2 separate regions of the Mus musculus genome follow, and region 2 is linked to region 1. A link is a contact called in public HiChIP or PLAC-seq data. All regions are on one chromosome and are shown on one strand. The core of a region is the stretch at or near the end of the contact, and the rest is flanking DNA. Distances in the headings are between cores, read along the strand shown.

Region 1 (7,052 bases), core at 3,174-5,673:
TATATGGACTCCAGCAGAAGGTGTAGCCCAGATTAAAGGTGTGTACCACCACATCTTTAATCCCAGATGACCTTGAACTCAGTGATCTCCCTGTCTTAATCTTCTGGAATCCATAGCCACTATGCCTCAAGATCTTCATACCAAGATCCAGGTCAGAAACTTCTATATCCCAGCCTCCAGATTAGGGTCACTGGTGAGCCTTCCAATTCTGGATTGTAGTTCATTCCAAATATAGTCAAGTTGACAACCAGGAATAGCCACTACGGTACAATTACACAATAAGAAGCAAATCTCACTTTGGAGCATAAAAATACAAATAGGCAAAAGTCTCTGAAAAATGGCTGGTAACTTACACTACCTTGTTTCAAGACTAGATGTGAAGTAGAGGAGTGGGGCAGTGGGTTACTAGGCGATGGTAGCAGTCAACAGATTAAATTTGAAACACATCCAGATACTGATAACTACTTGACTTATTTTTCTTGAAATGATTGTTCCTCTGGGGAGAAAACCCATTTATAGACAGAAAGACAAATCCCAGATTTGTTTAGTGACATGGACAATGGCCGGATTGCAGAATGGCTAGACAAGTCATCTTGTGGTTGGTTGGAACTTTCTACCTGTTGACTATGGGTGGTATTTAGGCAGGCGTGACTCTCAAAAATTTTTTTGCTGCCACAGTCCTTTGAGCAGAATATTGTTCTTTGCACAGAAAATATATTGCAACTACATTGATTTCTTTTAGTGGTTTTGCAGAACAGACTCACCTGATAGCCCAGGTTGGCTTGACTTCATGGTCTCCTGCTTCAGCCTACAGAGTTTTGGAATTACAGGTCTGGACCACTACACTCAGTTTCAGTGAAGATAATTTTTGAAGGTAGATATCCAGGAATAACTAATTTTATCCTCTTATTTTTTTTATAGCACATAGGAACACATAATGACCTCTTACCCAAATTCTAGGAAGTACATTTTCTTGGGGATCCTTTGAGATATTGCAAGTTATCAATAATTGCATGTTAAAAGTCATTGGAATTTTAAAATCCCAAGCAAGCCCTTATAAGGAGCAGCTTCTCCAATAACTTACAGACAAGGAAATAAAGCCAATTACCCCTTAATTTAATCCAACTGGAAACATTCAATAAATTTGAAATGATGGCTACTTACAAGAATGATTGGTTGGCTTTGAAAATAATTTAGGGCTGTAGGAATTGAGAGGAGATGCTGGAGTGAGTACAGAATCCACTTCTCTGAAGCAATATAGCACAGAGCACCCTGTTACTTACTTGTTATTCAAAACCTAAACCAATGGGTAAGAGTTCTTGAAACCTGTCCTAAATGTGAAGAATTAAGCTTACAATGTTAACTCCCTGGCAATGGGCAAAGGCGGCCCTTGGTGGTGGTGATGTTCTATGTCCGTCAAGGGCAGAACAGATCTTTGGTTTTTGTCTCCACCTGGTGTACATTTTGGTCAGTTTCATTTAATCACAAAGAGGAAAAATCTACTACCCTGGTTTGGTTTTTGTCTTTTGCTTGTTCTTTTTGTTTGTTTGTTTGTTTTTCCAGAATAAAAAAAATAGAAATAGCTAAAATAATATCTTATAGATTTTGCCAATAATTTATACACAAAAGAATTTGAAGTGGCATACACATATGGTGATTGAAAACTTTAAAAGGCAAAGCCATAGAAGAAAGAAGAAAATAAAGTACCTAAAGTAATGCAGTGACTACAACCAAAAAGTAAATAAGTTCCAAGTTTTTGCTGTTGGAGAAAAGAGGAAACAAGAACTGTGTAATTCTTTATTATTTGATCAAATATACCACACTGTTTTATTATTAAGTTTTCAGGTTAACTACAATATGCTTAATCTTTACCTTGTAGAGATATAACATACAGACACAAACTTAGAAACCTTGATGAACTATATACAAAATGAACAAAACTGTGTAGCTGCCTGCAAATCAAGGTGCAAAATACAGTTGGAATCCCCAAAGCCTGCTTTGCACACCCTCGGTATTGGTATTTCCACAACGCTAGCCACTAGCACACCCTCAGCTATAAAGCTAGCCACTATTCTTTCCTAAAGCTGTCCATTACTCTGACTTCATCATTAATTTCTGCTACACCACGGAATAATTTACTATGTACAACATCACATCTGTGGATCTCTCACATTTCTACATAAAGAAGGAGTTTGCTGCTTCTCATTATGGTATTCTAAGAACACAATAATGGATAGTTATATCTTAGTTCTAATTTTTCTGTGAGCCTTTGGGGCTCTGGTGAAAGGTGCCGCTGGGACCACTCTGGGGCACCTTTTGGGTGCATCTATTCCACAGTTCGTGTGTGTCTCATATGAGGACTGCAAAGTACTTACATTCTCTAGTAAAAGCAAAAACAAACAAAAAATCACTAGCTCTTCAAACTGGTTAACATTTACACTTTTGTTCCTGACAAGCTCTTACTATGTTGCCCCAGCTGGACAGAAACAACCCTCCTACCTAACCCTCTATGGCCAGCTTAGGTGATGCTCAACAGTAGGGAAGGAGAACCCAGTTGCTATGCGCCTTCCAACCCCTGTGACTGATGCTGGACTGTTTGCTGTTTGTTGGTTTAGCAAGCAACCACTCTAACACGTGGAAAGTAACAGCTCCTTGAAGACTGCATTCCATGGTCTGTTGAGTAACAGTTTGGGACAATGTCTCATGTGCTTGTCAGCTGTTTGGATCTCCTTTTTTGTCATGTATCCATCTGTCTATTTTTCTCCAATCTCTTGCTGAGTTGTATGCCCTCTTTACACTGATCTGTAGGAGTTCTTTATGTAATCTGGGTCCTCATTATTTGTTGGCCAATGTGTTTTGAGAAAATTTTCTTCCAGTCTGTGACTTGATTCCTCACACTCTTAATAGCTGACTTCAATCAAGAGACTCTCTTAATTTTTATGTTCTCTAACTTATCATTTTCTTATGGTTAATGCCTTTTGTTGTTTGTATAAGAAATTGTTCCTAACTTCAGGGTCATGCCATGTTCAATAGTTATCGCCTAGAAGTCTTGGTGCTTCACCTTTATGGCCATGATCCATCTTAATCTGCTTGTGGTGGTTTGAACTTGCTTGGCCTCTGGGGAGTGGTAATGTTAAGAGTGGCTTTGTTGGAGGAAGTGTGTCACTGTGTGTCACTGTGTGTCACTGTGTGTCACTGTGTGGGCTTTAGAGGGTTCCTCCCATGCTCAGGCTCCTCCCATTGCAGAAGAGGCCCTCCTCCTAGATGCCTGGAAGATAGTCTTCTCCTGACTGCCTTTGGATCAAGATGTAGAACTTTCAGCTCCTTCTCCAGCACCATGCCTAAATGCTGCCATGCTTCCTATTACGATGATAATGGACTCTCTGAGTCTGGAAGCCAGCCTCAATGAAGTGTTTGCCTTTACATGACTTACCTTGGTCATGGTGCCTCATAGCAATGGAAACCCTAAGACGCTGCTGTTTGAGTTTACTGTTCACTAGAAGTCAAGGTTCAAGTTTTTTCCAGATGAGCAACCACTTCATCTAATTCCACTGCTTAATAGTTTCTTCCCTCTATTATATCTGGTGCTCATATAGTTAGGTCAGTTTCTAGACGATTCTACTCCACTTATGTGGTTAAATGATTGCACATTTTACAGGAAATTATCAATCAAAAATGAAAGTGGTTGGCACTAGGGTACAGTAGACATATTGTGGAGGGTGTCTCCTGAATTTGTTTAATTGTTTTTTTTTTTTTTAAAAACCCTGTAGAATTATTTAACTTTATAAGATAATGCACATTTAATTTTTGTAAAATCTCAGTGCCACTTTTTTAATGACTGCAAAAAAGAGAGACGGAGGTAACCACTGCTTTGAACAAAATCTCGATTTTCAGACTCACATTTCCAATTCTGTGGGTTTGTCACCTGAAAAATCGGTGATTTTGTGAGCTGTCATAGACTATGGGTACGAAAATCCTTGTAAACTAACTACAGCTATTTAGTAACTTACAGCCCAAACTTGTGAATTTTCAACATGAATTGGTTGAGAATCATGTCCAAGTCTAGATGTGACTGGTAAAGCACTGTATGGAATGAGTGACTAGTGGGGAATTTCTGGTCCTGTTCCTGTGGCCCACCCTAACACTCACCCGGACGTGGTGACCAAATCTTTGAGGCTTCGGAGTCTTTGCTGAATCACGCATGTGACAGTTGTGTGGCCTCGGGCTCTTTTCCAAACCTTTGTGACTCTCAGCTATACAACTGAAGCATCTCTCTTGAGAAAGCTGGGGCCTTTCCGTGGGGTCTGTAGCTAAGGAATTAAGGCTCCTGCTAGCAGGTAGGCTGTTGCCTGCACCCAGGGCCTGTGGGAAATTGGCAGAGCCCTGGAGGCCCGGAGCATCTGCGGTCACTATGACAACCTCAGACGCCTTGCGTTCCAGAGCAGCCGGTGGCGGAGTTGAGAGGCCGTGGAGACCCCGGTGGCATGAGGCGGCAGGAGGCGCTGGCAGGGACAGCCTCAGAGGCGGGCCGCGAAGGGGAGCAGCCTAGGCCGGCAGGGCTGGGGTGCCGCACCCGTGCTGAGCCTGGTGGCCCCCAAGAGTCTCGCCAACAATGTGAGTTCAGCTTCACCTTCAAACCTTGGCAGTGGTGGGACCAGTGACAACAAGGCGGGGGAGGGGGGGAGACCCCAAAGTGGAGCTAGCTGGAGTACTTAAGGTTTCTGGGGGAGAACTGGAGAGCTGCTGTTTGCAGGTAAGAATAGTAGCAGAAAGCTACTGTGACAGCAGGGACAGACATGGAGGGATGGGGAACAGCTTAGGCCCTCAGGATCTCCTCGGGCCAACGTCTATGTAGGAGACTATCTTCCCTTCACCAAGAATTCCTGAGCCCAAGGGCTGGATATCATCCTCAACTGAGTTGAGTTGGTCGATAACAGCATTGCTTTTTAAAGGAACCATGAATACATTACCCCAGAGGTATGTATCTAATGGTGTTGGGGATAGAGCTTGGTGGTATACCACTTGTCTAGGACCTCCAGGACCTGGGTTCACTCCCTCCTACTTGTCTGAGATGCAGGGTAAGAACCACTCACCCCTCACAAGGCATCCTTCATTTCCCAGATCATAAAACCAAGGCGCAGAGCAGGGGGAAGGAGATGAAGTCAGCCAGGGCTGGCAAAATACTTAAAACCCTTCAACAATCACCTCCAGCAGTCCAAACCCCCAAATCACTACCTGGGTTAGAATTTCACATGCAATCTTTCTTATGTCCTCTGCCCATGGAATATGCAAACAATATTCAAATCAGTAAAGACTGTCTTGAGGCAGTTGTAACTATATTTCTAACAGGTTTGTAGCGTCCTGTACCTGATCCTTTAGCAGCTGGTGAGGGAGATGGATGAAAACACAGGGCCAAGGAGGAGTGCAAACAGCTTCCAGGGCTGCTCAGAGCCTCCTTGATTGCCTCTCTGGGGACTAACAGGAGCATCTGGCGGCTCCCGCTGCTTGCGCCCTCTTCTCTCTCTCTCTCTCTCTCTCTCTCTCTCTCTCTCTCTCTCTCTCTCTCTCTCTCTCTCTCTCTCTCTCGTGTGTGTATGTGTGTGTATGGTGTGCGCATGTATGAAGGCCAGAGGACAACTCCAGCTCTCTTTTCTCAGGTTTAAGTTTCACTGAGAAAATATGTACTACTGATCTTGAAGTTTTCGTGCAGGATAGGCTAGAATGGCTGGATGACTGGCTGTCTGGCCTGGGACTCCAGGGATCAATCTGCCACCACACCAGGCTTTTCTTATTATAAGACATAAATAATTATATTAGCCCACAGGCAACTGTGAAATAAACACAGGCAAAATGGTCAGGTGCATTATAAAAAATCAGCACCAATTGCTGTTAGAAGTCAAGAAGCCTGGCAACCCTTGTTGTAAAACAAACCCCCAGAGCGGCTCAGTTCTCAGCAGTTCTGGGCTTTGTCCTGCGCACAACTGCCTGCTGACCAACACTTAAATGTGCATGAGCAAGGGCACAGTATGTGCATTTCTTTTCCTCTTTCCTCTGTCTCCAGTCCCCCTCCCTCCTTCCCTAGCTCTTTCCTAAGGGAGGACTTTCCCCTCTCCAGCTTTTTGTCATTCTCACAAATCTCCTTCAGCAGTTTCCTGTGAATTCTCCTGTTGCCAACCTGCAGTCTGTCAAGAGACCTGCGCTTTGAGCAGGCAGCTCTTCTCTGTGATCCGTGTTATTTCTGCGATTCTCCAGAGAAAGCCTAAAGCCGTTAGTTTCAAGCAGTGCTGGCTCCTGCTCACATGACCAACCTAGGAAACAAAAACGAGAACCTTAAAGTGCCTGGTTGTAACTTTTCTGAGTCTGGGGACATATCTGAGTCCTTACCATCTGAAGTGGACCGGAGTCACGTCCGAGGCTCTTATCCTGTTTGGGCCAGTTTGTAGTCGGGACAAGTACACTCATGCTACCTGTTGGCTAACCTGGAATAAGAGGAGATGTCTGCCATGTCTTAGTGAGAGTAACATCAAATCTCAAATATGTAACAAATTTCCTTGCGTTCTTCTGGGGTTGAATTGTGACAGGAGCCCCTTGTTCTCTAGTGCTGACAGACATACCCAGCTGTAGCAGTGTGGTATCCAAGCATACATCTGCTTTCCACCTCTTATACCACTCTCCATTCAGCATCCAATCACTGAGACAGAAAGACTTCTGCCTTTATGAATTGATGGTGGTTTTAAAAAGACAGACACTAAATCCTCAGTTACACAATAATTGGATGCGGATATGCAAATGAAGAGACAATAAATGAAACAAAAGAGGAAAGAAAGGTTACAAGGCAAAAAAGACCGTTGTAGAGATGCTTCCCCAGGGAACTGATACTCAATAAAGCTGGCGCTTATAATTCGAGTGGCAGTTACTTAGGCAGAAGCTCAGAGAGAGACTGGTCATGCAAAGGTGAGATTAGAGGGGAGGGAGGACCAGGGTGGAAGACTGAGCATGGAGAAGCGTATAGGGAGGTGAATCTGAAGATTTGGCCCAGGCCAGGAAGCACA
Region 2 (7,052 bases), core at 2,238-4,737, 76 kb before region 1:
ATTTTGCATTTTCTTTGACTGTCATGTCAATGTTTTCTATGGTATCTTCTGCACCTGAGATTCTCTCTTCTATCTCTTGTATTCTGTTGGTGATGCTTGCATCTATGACTCCTGATCTCTTTCCTAGGTTTTCTATCTTCAGGGTTCTCTCCCTTTGTGATTTCTTTATTGTTTCTATTTCCATTTTTAAATCCTGGATGATTTTGTTTAATTCCTTCAACTGTTTGGTTGTGTTTTCCTGTAATTTTAAAAGGATTTTTGTGTTTCATCATTAAGGGCTTCTAGCTATTTACCTGTGTTCTCCTGTATTTCTTTAAGGGAGTTATTTATGCCCTTCTTACAGCCCTCTATCATCCCCATGGGATGTAACTTTAAATCAGAGTTTTGCTTTTCTGGTGTGTTGGGGTATCCAGGGATCACTGTGGTGAAAAAACTGGCTTCTGATGATGCCAAGTAGCCTTGGTTTCTGTTGCTTATGTTCTTGTCCTTGCTGGGTTTTTTGTTTGTTTGTTTGTTTTATTGTTTTTTGTTTTTTAGATATTTTCTTCATTTACATTTCAAATGCTATCCTGAAAGTCTCCTATACCCTCCCCCCACTCTACTCCCCAACCCACCCACTCCCACTTCCTGGCCTTGATATTCCCCTGTACTGGGGCATATAATCTTCGAAAGACGAAGGGCCTCTCCTCCCATTGATGGCCAACTAGGCCATCTTCTACTACATATGCAACTGGAGACACAAGCTTTAGGGGGTACTGGTTAGTTCATATTGTTCAGACCCCTTTAGCTCCTTAGGTACTTTCTGTAGCTCCTTCATTGGGGGCCCTGTGTTCCATCCAATAGATGACTGTGAGCATCCACTCCTGTATTTGCCATTGCCCTTGCCTCTTGCCATCTGGTTATCTCTGGATTTGCTGGTTTTACTGTCTCTGACTGTGGCTTGTCTCTCCTGCAAGCCCATGTGTACTCCTGGGAGACCAGCCCTCTCTCGGTGGAATTTGGATATGGAGAGCTGTGGCACAGGGTGCAGACAGACACTGGAAGGATCCTGTTCCCGGCTGTTCCTTGGTTCCTGTGTCCTGATGGCTCTAGGCAGGTCCCTCTTGGGTCATGAATTTGAGCAGAAGTGGTGGTCTTACCTGTGCTCACAGGTGTGTCTGTACTCCTGGGAGATCTCCTCTCTCCCGGCAGTATTTGGGTACAGAGCGCTGTGGCACAGGATCACCTCCCTGCAATAGAGGGAAACCGGAAGCAATTCCTCTCTTCTTAAAGACTCAGTTCTAATGTGGCCTCTTCTAAAAAGAATCTCTAAACACCTCTATTATGAGACCCTAAGGACAGCAAATAGAGGGCTTGCAAGTCACCCTCTATGTTAGTACTTGCTAACACTTGATCTAATCTCTCATATTCCATTTTCCTTGTTTTTATCTTGTTGTGGCTACATAACTGTTTTTCCCACTAAACTGTTAGGTTTCCCAGGTCAGAAATTGTCTTATTCCCGACACCATCTTTTACATGTAGTACAGATCCCAGGCAGAGAGTGTGTTCTGAGGCAGGCAGAGTACCAGGGTATAATAATTTTTTTTTTTTGGTACTTCATCCATCCTGTAGGATCCTGGACATTAGGGCTCAGCAGTTAAGAGTACATGTTGCATATTCAGGGGAACCAGAATAATAGCTGAACACCCATAAAAGCCATGTATAGTTCTATGAAGGACTGTCCCCTCAGAATGAGAAGTTGGGGTGGAGACAGGAGAATTGCTGGGAATTATTGGCTGCCAGTTTAGCCAAAAACCAAACAAAAAAGAAACTAACATTGAATTACAGGTTCAATGAATGACACTGCTTCAAAGGAGTAAGGGGGAGAGGAGAGTGGCAGACAAGAATATGGGCTTCCTGTTTTGGCTCCATGTGCATATATATACACACATGTATGCATATACCATACATGTGCACACTTCACACACACATGAACCCTATACATATACCTAACACATATATCATACACATACACATGCTTTTGCACACACAAAAGTTCAAAAGCACATACCTCTCTGTCTTCTAGAAGATTCTGCTGTTAGTTAAGCACTTGGACATTTTTTCACTAGATCTCAGATGGAGCAGAGAGAGTCCCTCTAAGGCAGACCTGGAGCGGGTGTTTCTGGGATCACAGCTCCATGCTGACTCATTCAGTATCAGCTGTAATTTTATGCTAATTGCCATTGAGCTATTTTTCTACTTCTGTTATTCCTGCTGTGTGCTTTGTTTCAAATAAGACCCTCAGAACTTGAAAAAGGATAATTTATCAGGATTTTAAGCTACTTGAGCAATATTGCATCTTATAAAGAAAGAATGGTGATTAAAGTGTTTTTTTTTTTAATACTGAATTGAAATTTTATTTAAAATGTTTCTAGGTGGGGCCAGGAGATGGCTCAGTGGATAAAACTGCTTACTCTCTATCCCAAGACTTGCCTAAGTTCAACCATGAGTTCTGATTCCTACAAGTTTCCCTCTGATCTCCACATGTACAGTGGATTGTACACACACACACACACACACACAAACAGAGAGAGAGAGAGAGACAGAGACACAGTCAGACATCTGCACAGGCTCACAGACATACACACACTGAACAAACATAATTTAAAAGATACAATCTTTTAAAAGGATGCTTCTAGAAGCACCAACAGACAGATGCACAGTCACATTCTGAAGATGAAGCTATAGCTGTCATTTGACATATGCTTTTGAAAAAATGCTTTAATAAGACTTTTAAAAATACCTTTTGGGGAACATTTATTCTGAGCTCCAGAAAGGAAAAGTTATCTTTTTTTTCCATTTCCATTTCATTTCATAGACTTCTATTTTATAAGATCCATGCTACGATAAAGACAAATTCTAGCAATTACACTTGAGAGTCTTGCTTGCAGACAGTGGGACTGAAAACGGCCACTGTGGTGTGGGAAGCCTGATGACATGCTGGAGTTAAGAAAGGCTCATCCTGCAGTAAACACACAGATCAGAATGTGAGTCAGATTTTGGCCCACTAGTTACGACTATTCCAAAAATCCACCTGACATTTCCAGAGATTTTGATTAAGGGTAGAATAATAAAAAATATAAATTATGTGAGAAAAAAAACCATACTATTTATATGACACCTAGTTGCTTAATTGCTAAATAAAAATTCTAAACAGCAAGTGACTTCTGCAAAGCTCCTGGACCCCTGCCTGGCTGGAGTCACCCTGCCCTCTCCCCCTGGACCCCTGCCTAGCTGGAGTCACCTTGCCCTCTCCCCCTGGACCCCGCCCTGGCTGGAGTCACCCTGCCCTCTCCCCCTGGACCCCTCCCTGGCTGGAGTCACCCTGCCCTCTCCCCCTGGACCCCGCCCTGGCTGGATTCGCCTGGCCCTCTCCCCCTGGACCCCGCCCTGGCTGGATTCACCCTGCCCTCTCCCCCTGGACCCCGCCCTGGCTGCAGTCACCCTGCCCTCTCCCCCTGGACCCCGCCCTGGCTGGATTCGCCTGGCCCTCTTCATCAGCAGTTGTTACATGGGGCAATAGCTGATTCTAGGTGACTTCTCTCACAGCTTTCTTAAGGGCGGGCACCTGCCTTTGCCTTTTATACCATAACTTGGCTTGGTGCCTCGCACAGCGCCAGCTCTTACTAAACATTTAATGGAAGACTATGAGAGACATTAATAGACTCTATTAAAAGAGAAGCCCAGCAGAGCTAACTTCACTTCCGCTTTCTGAGAGCGAAGCCTCTTCAGAACAGACTGTGTTCTTCAGGAAGCACTGGAATAAACTAGAACCCTCTCCATAAGCTACTGTTGTCTGAGTATTAAAGGCCTTTCTCCTGGCTATAAACAGCATTTATGGAAAAAAAGATTCTGAGAAAAACCAAAGAACATAAAGAAAATAATCCCAGGGCTGGAGAGATGGCTGCACTTGCAGCCAAGAACCCAAGTTGACTTCCCAGCAACCACGTGCTTTAACTCCAGCTTCGGGATGTGGCACCCTCTAGTGTCCTCCTCAGGCAACTGCAGTCAGGTGCACACATTTTTGTTGTTTCCGCCATCTTACCATTAACATTTTGGTGTACTTTTAATGCTTATCTATAAAATGGAAATGTAATTTTATCAGTTTCGCGTCAGGATTATATTATCCTTAAGAATTTTCAGCCTTATCAAGTTTTTCTCAAAAAGTTTAATTCCAAGATTAAAACTTAAAAGGAATTAATATCTTCTTTTAAATGGCTGGATAGTATTTTAATCTTGTGGGATACTATAGAATAATGTAGTTTTCAGTGAATAATGCTTGGTAATCTTTTTATATAATCTTTCTAGACTTCATGTGGAGACATACATTTACCTTCCAGTTTCATTCATTTGCTTTCCACTGGTCCAAATTAGAGGCTGGGATAGAATCTAAGACACATAATTCCAGGTAACAGAGATGAAATATTCTGAGGTTTATGTAATTTGTTAGACTTCCTGTTAGAAAGGCTGTATCCTTTTATTCTCCCACCAGCAGTAGAGAGGAGCAGGAGAGAATATCCCGTTTGCAGTGGCCCACCTGATAGATACTCCATCATTATCTGATGGGAGTGAAATGCATTGTGAAAGGATGCTCCCAGTGACTCTAGGCTCTAAAGTCCTTCCTCACCAATAAGCTAATGGTGAAATGGCTGCTTAGGGAGACCTGGACATTCACCTTCTGGTCATTACAGTAGTGTGATTCATCCAAGCCAGTTTTGGAGATCTGCTTCCCCTTAGTCAATAAAATATATACCCACCTTAGTGGGCTTCATGGTGATCTGGGGCAGGCCCGCCTCAGAAGAACCCAGGAAAGCCTTTTAAAAATGATGTTAGGGGGTCACACCGCGCTTTGTACCGTCCTCCGGTCCACGCTCGCAGTCTCTTCGCCACCATGCCTATGTCCATCGTGAACACCAATGTTCCCCACGCCTCCGTGCCAGAGGGGTTTCTGTCGGAGCTCACCCAGCAGCTGGCGCAGGCCACCGGCAAGCCCGCACAGTACATCGCAGTGCACGTGGTCCCGGACCAGCTCATGACTTTTAGCGGCACGAACGATCCCTGCACCCTCTGCAGCCTGCACAGCATCGGCAAGATCGGTGGTGCCCAGAACCGCAACTACAGCAAGCTGCTGTGTGGCCTGCTGTCCGGTCGCCTGCACATCAGCCCGGACCGGGTCTACATCAACTATTACGACATGAACGCTGCCAACGTGGGCTGGAACAGTTCCACCTTCGCTTGAGTCCTGGCCCCACTTACCTGCACCGCTGTTCTTCGAGCCTCGCTCCACGCAGTGTTCTGTGTTTATCCACCGGTAGCGATGCCCACCTTCCGGCCGGGAGAAATAAATGGTTTATAAGAGAAAAAAAATGATGTTAGACTAAAAGCTAAGGCCTCTTACATTGTTGGCTATTCTCCCAGTGTCTGGGACACAGCCGGTAGTCAACACTGAAGGACAAAGTTATATATTCATGATATGGATTGGATCTAAAATATCTCTGAGAAGCTCTTGTGTTGAAGGCTTGGTTCCAATGCATCAAATGTCTCAAGGTGAGGTTTTTGAGCTTCCAGGACTAGGAGGCATTCATCTTCATGAATGAATTAATCACTCATGGCTTCACATCTTCATGGGAGATAGCAGAAACTCTAGAAGGTGAGACTTGGTTAGAGGCAGGACATGAAGGACATGACTTGAAGGGTATTTTTTGTCCTTGGCCTTTCCTGTTATTATGAAGTGAGTTTTTTCCCATCACACATAGCTCCACGATGTCCTGTGTCTACAGAGGTCTAAAACAGTGGAGCCAGTGAGCCATGGGGTCCAAATTCTAAAACTAAGCCAAAATAAACTTCTCTTCTTAACTTGATGTCTCATATTTTATCAGTGGTAGGATGCTTATAGACAAGCAAAGCTGATGTGTTACTTAATGTTGAATTTTACTGATGACAAAGTCCTAGGCTGATTAGCTACTTGCATTTCCAGTCCACCATTTTACCCTCATGCCCTTTTGTGATTCAGCCAAACAATGTGATGACTTGTTACTAATTCTTTGAATACAATCTCACACCAAGACCAACACTTCATATCCAAGACTTTATCCTAAAGGAAGGAGACAGCTGTCCACAAACACACACACATGTACTGTTAATCCCAGAGGTGGGAAGAGAGAGAGAGAGAGAGAGACCAGTGATCCAAATCATCATGGCCGGGTTAATTAAAGCAAGTAACTAATTAAAGCAAGCTCTTTTATTTGTGTACACGGTTGCCTCCCTCAAGGCAGGGTTTGAGAGGTCAACGTTGGATGTGAAGAAGGCAAGTCTTATGGATAGGGATTTCCAAATGCAGAATTTGGTGGACAAAATAAGTGGGGTTATGGGAGCAGAATCATAAGCATAACTAGTTAGTTCCAACAACCTCCTGAAACAAAGACACGGTTGCAAGGTGATTATAGCAAGGTATCATAGCAACAGATCACCACAATAACCTTTTGAAAGAAAGGTAGGGTCGCAAGATGGTTATAAACATCTTTTTGAAACAAAGATATGCTTGTCAGTTTCCTGGAACAGGCAGTACAGAACCATTTGTAGTTAAGGTTACAGGTGGGGCACAGCCCACTCCCTGAGAAACAGAGGCTTCACCATAAACAGGAGTGAACCTAGATGGTGGCGGGCTGGCTCTTCAGTGTCCTGCATGCCTCTAGTTTTTAGGTTTTGTAGAATATCACAATAAATGTGATTTGGGTAGAAAACAACCCACAGAAACATTCTGTGGGAAAACACCACTAAGTAAGTTGTTAGCCAACGGGTACATTAAGCTATTCCAGGAATCCCTCAGACCTCACCAATTACAGACTTTCCATCAACTGAAGCTTCTTCTGCCTTCAACACTCAAGAGAAGTTGGTGAAGAGGCCACCCGTGGTTCCAGCCCAGTGTTCAATAGGAAGCCTGTGCCATCCGACATGCTTCTCTCCGAAAGGCACTCTTCACTAACCTCACACAGGCCAGGGTCTGCCTTTAT

The links. HiChIP or PLAC-seq counts read pairs in DNA pulled down with a chosen protein or histone mark.
Region 2: an H3K27ac HiChIP or PLAC-seq map of embryonic stem cells shows a contact between it and region 1, with 5 read pairs. The contact joins the enhancer-like site here to the promoter of 1700012B09Rik in region 1. A contact is called at or near these places in 8 of 39 promoter capture datasets (the 3T3-L1 cell line, HPC-7-derived erythroid cells, macrophages and 4 more), 1 of 484 Hi-C or Micro-C datasets (CD4 T cells), 1 of 115 datasets of contacts at active chromatin or transcription factors (embryonic stem cells) and 3 of 9 other capture datasets (adipose tissue, liver and pancreatic islet).

The regions. Positions count from the first base shown.
Region 1 is chr9:14,768,401-14,775,452 of GRCm38.p6, reverse strand. It overlaps 1700012B09Rik (RIKEN cDNA 1700012B09 gene), which reads left to right and starts at 4,423. Exons shown (of 4, transcript NM_029306.3): 1 at 4,423-4,614. The coding sequence starts at 4,485.
Region 2 is chr9:14,843,591-14,850,642 of GRCm38.p6, reverse strand. It overlaps the pseudogene Gm16379. Among named protein-coding and RNA genes, the nearest start is that of Gpr83, 13 kb to the left of the region's middle. Within about 2 kb of position 3,487, at least 9 of the 459 cell types and tissues checked have an H3K27ac peak or open chromatin away from gene starts, as enhancers often do. A contact at or near this core is called in embryonic stem cells, where this site is marked.